Regions from separate parts of the Mus musculus genome. Here region 1 is linked to region 2. A link is a contact called in public HiChIP or PLAC-seq data. All regions are on one chromosome and are shown on one strand. Each heading gives the region's core, a stretch centred on a gene start, on an enhancer-like site or on the middle of the called end of the contact. The rest is flanking DNA. Distances are from core to core; before and after follow the strand shown.

What was found. HiChIP or PLAC-seq counts read pairs in DNA pulled down with a chosen protein or histone mark.
Region 1: a contact with region 2 is called in an H3K4me3 HiChIP or PLAC-seq map of bone marrow-derived macrophages, with 3 times the contacts expected there. The contact joins two enhancer-like sites. A contact is called at or near these places in 9 of 39 promoter capture datasets (the C10 cell line, the HPC-7 cell line, embryonic stem cells and 4 more), 1 of 15 datasets of contacts at CTCF or cohesin (CD8 T cells), 6 of 484 Hi-C or Micro-C datasets (B cells, erythroblasts, group 2 innate lymphoid cells and 2 more), 7 of 115 datasets of contacts at active chromatin or transcription factors (CD8 T cells, the HPC-7 cell line, bone marrow-derived macrophages and 3 more) and 3 of 9 other capture datasets (adipose tissue, liver and pancreatic islet).

Annotation. Positions count from the first base shown.
Region 1 is chr1:171,686,176-171,688,875 of GRCm38.p6, forward strand. The region is part of intron 1 of Cd48 (CD48 antigen); the gene reads left to right. Among named protein-coding and RNA genes, the nearest start is that of Cd48, 5.5 kb to the left of the region's middle. Within about 2 kb of position 1,391, at least 22 of the 459 cell types and tissues checked have an H3K27ac peak or open chromatin away from gene starts, as enhancers often do. A contact at or near this core is called in bone marrow-derived macrophages and hematopoietic stem and progenitor cells, where this site is marked.
Region 2 is chr1:171,575,541-171,578,240 of GRCm38.p6, forward strand. It overlaps Cd244a (CD244 molecule A), which reads left to right. Exons shown (of 9, transcript NM_018729.2): 4 at 1,703-1,807; 5 at 2,275-2,429. Among named protein-coding and RNA genes, the nearest start is that of Gm35200, 15 kb to the left of the region's middle. Within about 2 kb of position 1,356, at least 13 of the 459 cell types and tissues checked have an H3K27ac peak or open chromatin away from gene starts, as enhancers often do. A contact at or near this core is called in bone marrow-derived macrophages and hematopoietic stem and progenitor cells, where this site is marked.

The sequences.
Region 1 (2,700 bases), core at 141-2,640, 110 kb after region 2:
CACTCATCATCTTGCAGTCCCCTCCTGCCGGTATCCAGACTGTGCTCATTGCATTTAAATGGATCTTGCCTCTGTTGTCTTTGAATGCTGGATGCTAGTATTAGATTATTAGATCATTAGAGTTAAAAGAACTGTCCTCAATCCAGCTCCACCTTCTCATGGTAGCCTCTATGGAGGACGAGGAAGGAGGAAGGTTTTGCTCTTTCCTTGCTAGCTCTCACTCTTGCTGGCAAGTCCATTCCTTCCCTGGGTTAGAGCTTACTGTTTCAGGATTTTGATGTCTACTGAAGACCAGCTGAGACATTCACCCTCATGCTGGATTCTTGGACTCTATTAGGAGACAGCCATTGTTGGATTAGCTGGGCCACCGCCTGTGAGCTACTCTAATAAATCTATCTAATAAAGCATCCTATCAGTTGTGTTCTTCTAGAGAATCTTGACTTATACAAGAACTTAAGTCATTTCATTCCCTGAGTCAAGCAAACAAAACAAAGCCTTCTCTTCCCCTTCTCTGTCCTTTCACGTGCCTTGTGATCTCTCTGTTTCCTTTTCTCCTTTCCTACACGCTTCAGAATCCACGGCAAGTGGCCTACTAACCTCACTATGTTCCCTGTCTCAGAAAAGGACATCCTGCGATTGTCACCAAGTCTTAAGTCCAAGGTCTTTATATCTATTGCCAAATTAATTCCTAAGTGGGTTTATATAGGTTTACATATTTACATAAGTAAATACATGACCTCATCAGAGAGCTCCAGGTGACACCACACCTTTAAGTCTCAGCTGCAGTTTTTTCTTAAAGAATTTTATTAAAAATACAAGATTTATGGTTTTAGTAATCAGAATTTCTTCTTTAGAGCATTTTTCTCTTTCCTGAGTAATTCCTTCATATGAGATTATGACACCTCTCTCTCTCTGTCTCTCTTTCTCTCTCTCTGTCTCTGTCTCTCTGTGTCTCTGATTCTCTCTGTCTGTCTCTGTGTGTGTGCATGTTTGTGTTATTTAAGGGGCTTACTATGTAGCACAGTCTGACCTTGAACTCATAATTCTATTGAGTCAAACTTTTAAGTGCTGAGATACAATTATATGCTATCATAACAAATATAATTAAGCTTTTATAACACACAAGTATATGTATACACAGAGGCAGGATCATTTCTATTCCTAATATAATCTACAGGTAAGTACTGTCACTTTGTCTTGAGGTCTAGACACACTGCTTTGCTGTAAAAGATTAAAACCAACAGTCATTCGCTTTACTCCTGTCTCATCTACCCTCTTAGAAATAACAGAAATATCCATAACAATTAAAAATGGATGCGTCAAGACGTTAACCACCAACAAATCACTTCCTTCTTTGGTAAGCAGACATATCCAGTAATTAGAATTGTTACATGCAGATGGTTGAGGAGGAAGGAACAGCATCCTGTTCACAACTGTTTCTCTGCACTTTCCCACGTGAGAAGGCTCTAAGGCATATTCTCCTCTATCATCAAATTCTGAGCACTCCCATCTTCAAGTGTTCATCTGAGGCTTGTTAGAGAGGCTGTTTGGGATAACCTAAGTTAGTTCTTCATGGATTGGGTGGGGAACTTTTTTTTTTTTTTTTTTTTTTTTTTTTTTTTTTTTTTTTTGGTTTTTCGAGACAGGGTTTCTCAGTAGCCCTGGCTGTCCTGAAACTCACTTTGTAGACAAGGCTGGCCTCAGACTCAGAAATCCACCTGCCTCTGCCTCCCAAGTGCTGGGATTAAAGGCGTGCACCACCACAGCCGGTGGAACTTTTTTTTTAATGAAACTTTTTTTTTATTAAATGTTCTTTTTTTATTATTAGATATTTTCTTCATTTACATTTCAAATGCTATCCTGAAAATCCCCTATACCCTCCCCCTGCCCTGCTTCCCAACCCACCGACTCCAGCTTCCTGGCCCTGGCATTCCCCTATACTGAGGCATATAATCTTTGCAAGACCAAGGGCCTCTCCTCCCACTTATGGCCAACTAGGCCATCTTCTGCTACATATGCAGCTAGAGACATGAGCTCTGGGGTTACTGGTAAGTTCATATCATATTGTTGTTCCTCCTATAGGGTTGCAGACCCCTTCAGCTCCTTGGGTACTTTCTCTAGCTCCTTCTTTGGGGGCCCTGTGTACCATCCAATAGATGACTGTGAGCATCCACTTCTGTATTTGCCAGGCACTGGTATAGCCTCACAAGAGACAGATATATCAGGGTCCTGTCAGCAAAATCTTGCTGGCATATGCAATAGTGTCTGAGTTTGGTGGCTGTTTATGGGTTTATGGGATGGATCCCTAGGTGGGGCAGTCTCTCCGTCTCTGGATGGTCCTTCCTTCAGTCTAAGCTCCAAACTTTGTCTCTGTAACTCTGGATGGGGAACTTTTGTTCCAATGCCTGAGATACTTTTGGTTATTTCCAATGAGGAAATGCTACTGGAGTCTGGTGAGCAGAGGCCAGCGTGACTTAGAATGTTAGATTCTTAGAATCACAGAACAGATCCCTCTTCTACAAAAAAAAAAAAAAAAAAAGGTAATATTTTGGCTCCAAATACCAAAATAGCAATAGATAATAGAAATCACTGACCTGGGCCATATATTAAATTCACATGGAAATAAGAGTGGGAATAAATGTGGATGTATATCCAAAGACTTAAATTTTGGACATGATGACACATGAATATATTCCCAGC
Region 2 (2,700 bases), core at 106-2,605:
AGGACTGGACCTGAAGTATTCCAGGTGCCACCTTCAGGCCTGGACTCTGCATGCAGGTCTCCCATCAGTCACTTTAGTCCTAAGGAAAATTGCATGGCTGTGGGCAGAGCTGGCTAGGAAGTGCAGCCCCATCATGATAGTGCCCTGAGCCACTAATCCACCCAGTAGCCTGTGCCTCTGAGCCTCCTTTCTTCAGTGACAGGCCCCCAAGTGAGTGTAGTTTCCAACTTCTTAGCAAGCAGCCAGATCAAAACACCCAGGAAGAATTCTTTGCCCCCAGAAGATTGCTGCTAAGAAAACCAGGAGTCCCTTCTGCAGGAATCCTGCAGGAATGCTAGGACCCCTCTGTGGAATTACAGTTCCGAATAGGATTAACTCAAAGTATAGATACTGAAGGAGAAAACTGAAGTAATAAGCTAACATTATAAAGTATCTCCCTGCCAATATATTTGCTTAAAAACTTGAAGTTACACAAAAGAGAATGCAGTGGAAGGGCCACTGTCACTGGGAAGTTCAAAGGAGAAGACTCTGCCTCTTCCAGCTACCCCTTAGGATTCTTTCCCATACCAAATGGAGCAGGGGAGGTTTAGAGAAGATGACCCTGGCTGATAGTTGCTTTTTAAGCCCTCTCTCTGCCTTTTATCAGGAGAAGCACACTTCTGCCAGGCAAGGTGACCATGGTTAACATCTGCCCCGGAAAATCATGTCTGGCCTATCTCAAGATACCTAAAAATATCTTTTCATCGGAAATGTCCCCAAAGAGCCAAACTTTCAGTTTCTGTTTCTGTAAATCACGTTTAATTGTTCCAAGTTTCTGGGACCTAAAAGAGTTTTGCAGGTTAAAGCTTGTGTAAAAATACAGTGTTATGGTTAGAAACTATATAAACTGTGAAGGATCTCTGACCAGAACCAGTTCCCCGTTGTGTGTTAGCCAGAACTGGTTCAACCCTATTATTCATGAACTTTTCTTCAAGTGGTGGGGAACAAAACTAAGTTCTTTATGGGCAGCAAATAATCAAACAGGAGTCAGGGAAGGCATAGTAACAGGAACATTGGGAGCCTCTGCCATCTTTGCTTCATCATTTCTGTAATTCTCTGATTGTAGGCAGGTTAATTAGTTTCTATGAGTTTCCAACTCTGTTAGGTAGCAGGAGTGATTGATAGTCAGAGGCATCTCACAAGATTCCTGTTAAGATCAAATGAGATAATGTTTATGAAAATCTCATTAGCAGGCACCTGTAATGTGAAATTCTTTACTGTTCTCTTCTTGTTGGGTGGATTACAGATCAGTATCCATGTCTAACACAGATGGTGAATGTAGAAGTTCAAAAAAGGAAGAAACAGGAAGGAAAAGTGGGAGGCTTATAGTAGTAGGTCTGTGGTGAATATTTGCTGAGTTAGAACAGTAGATAGATATAGCAGCTGCACTACAAGATGTTTTACAGGTACCAGATCGTGTAATTAGCTCTCAGAAGCAGGAAACATCTCCTTTGTTCAGGCAAGGTGAGTAAGCAGCACCAGTCTTCTGGAATTTATAAGTTGGACCAGTTTGTCACCCAACTGAGGAAGAGTGACAAGGGTGAGGAGTCCCTAGGATGTGAGCAGACAGGCCATTGAGAGAGGACAGTGGGTTCGGGATAGTTCCTGAAGTTAACATATGGGACAGTGGGTGCTCAGTCTTCCTAACGTCTGTGTCCCTCAGATTTCAGATTTCTGCCCTTTGGGGTGATCATCGTGATTCTAGTTACATTATTTCTCGGGGCCATCATTTGTTTCTGTGTGTGGACTAAGAAGAGGAAGCAGTTACGTAAGTAGAAGGCTCATGAACGGATGCTGTTGCTTGAGGTTTCAGGTGTAGTGGGTTGACCCTGTGTCTATAGACTATACTCTAAACACAGCATCTTCTTTTCCTGGGAGAGGTGTTGGGATATGTGTGAATACAGGTTGGGAAGGGCAACCAAAGTCTACAACCCCCTGTTCACACTATCTATGGTGGGCCGACTATATTTACAGCATGGTTCCCCAATATGTTGATTTATCTAAGGTGCTGGGTTTGGTCGGTGACTTCCTAGCTTGGTGGAGGATTTATATCATGGGTAATTGCTCTTGTGCTCTTTATGTATCTTGGCAAGAGCATTAACCTGCCTGTTTTCTAGAGCCATTTTAAAAATAGTGACCATTTTTGGTAGAGGTGTGAGTTGCAAAGTGGAATCCTGGGTAGGAAATCTTCTGAAGTTTTCTGAAGTTCTAGTATTTATTTTCTTCCTCACACAGAGTTCAGCCCTAAGGAACCTTTGACAATATATGAATATGTCAAGGACTCACGAGCCAGCAGGGATCAACAAGGATGCTCTAGGGCCTCTGGATCTCCCTCGGCTGTCCAGGAAGATGGGAGGGGACAAAGAGAATTGGACAGGCGTGTTTCTGAGGTGATGTTCAGCTCCCTTCTAGCTTTTCTTCTCCACCAGTTTCCTGGCTCTACCCAAAGAGGAAAAGGAGAAAAGAGAGAGAGCAGAGAAAATGGGAAATAGGCAGAAGGGGTCACATGGTGCTGTACTAGATCTGCCAAGGGGAGGAACTCAGTAGAAATCCATAGCAAAGGGCAGAGTGTGTCTACCACTGCCTTCCCTTATAGAAACCGTTCAGGGCCAGCTTTCCTTTGTGCATTATCCACAGCTGGTTCTACCCTATTATTTAAGA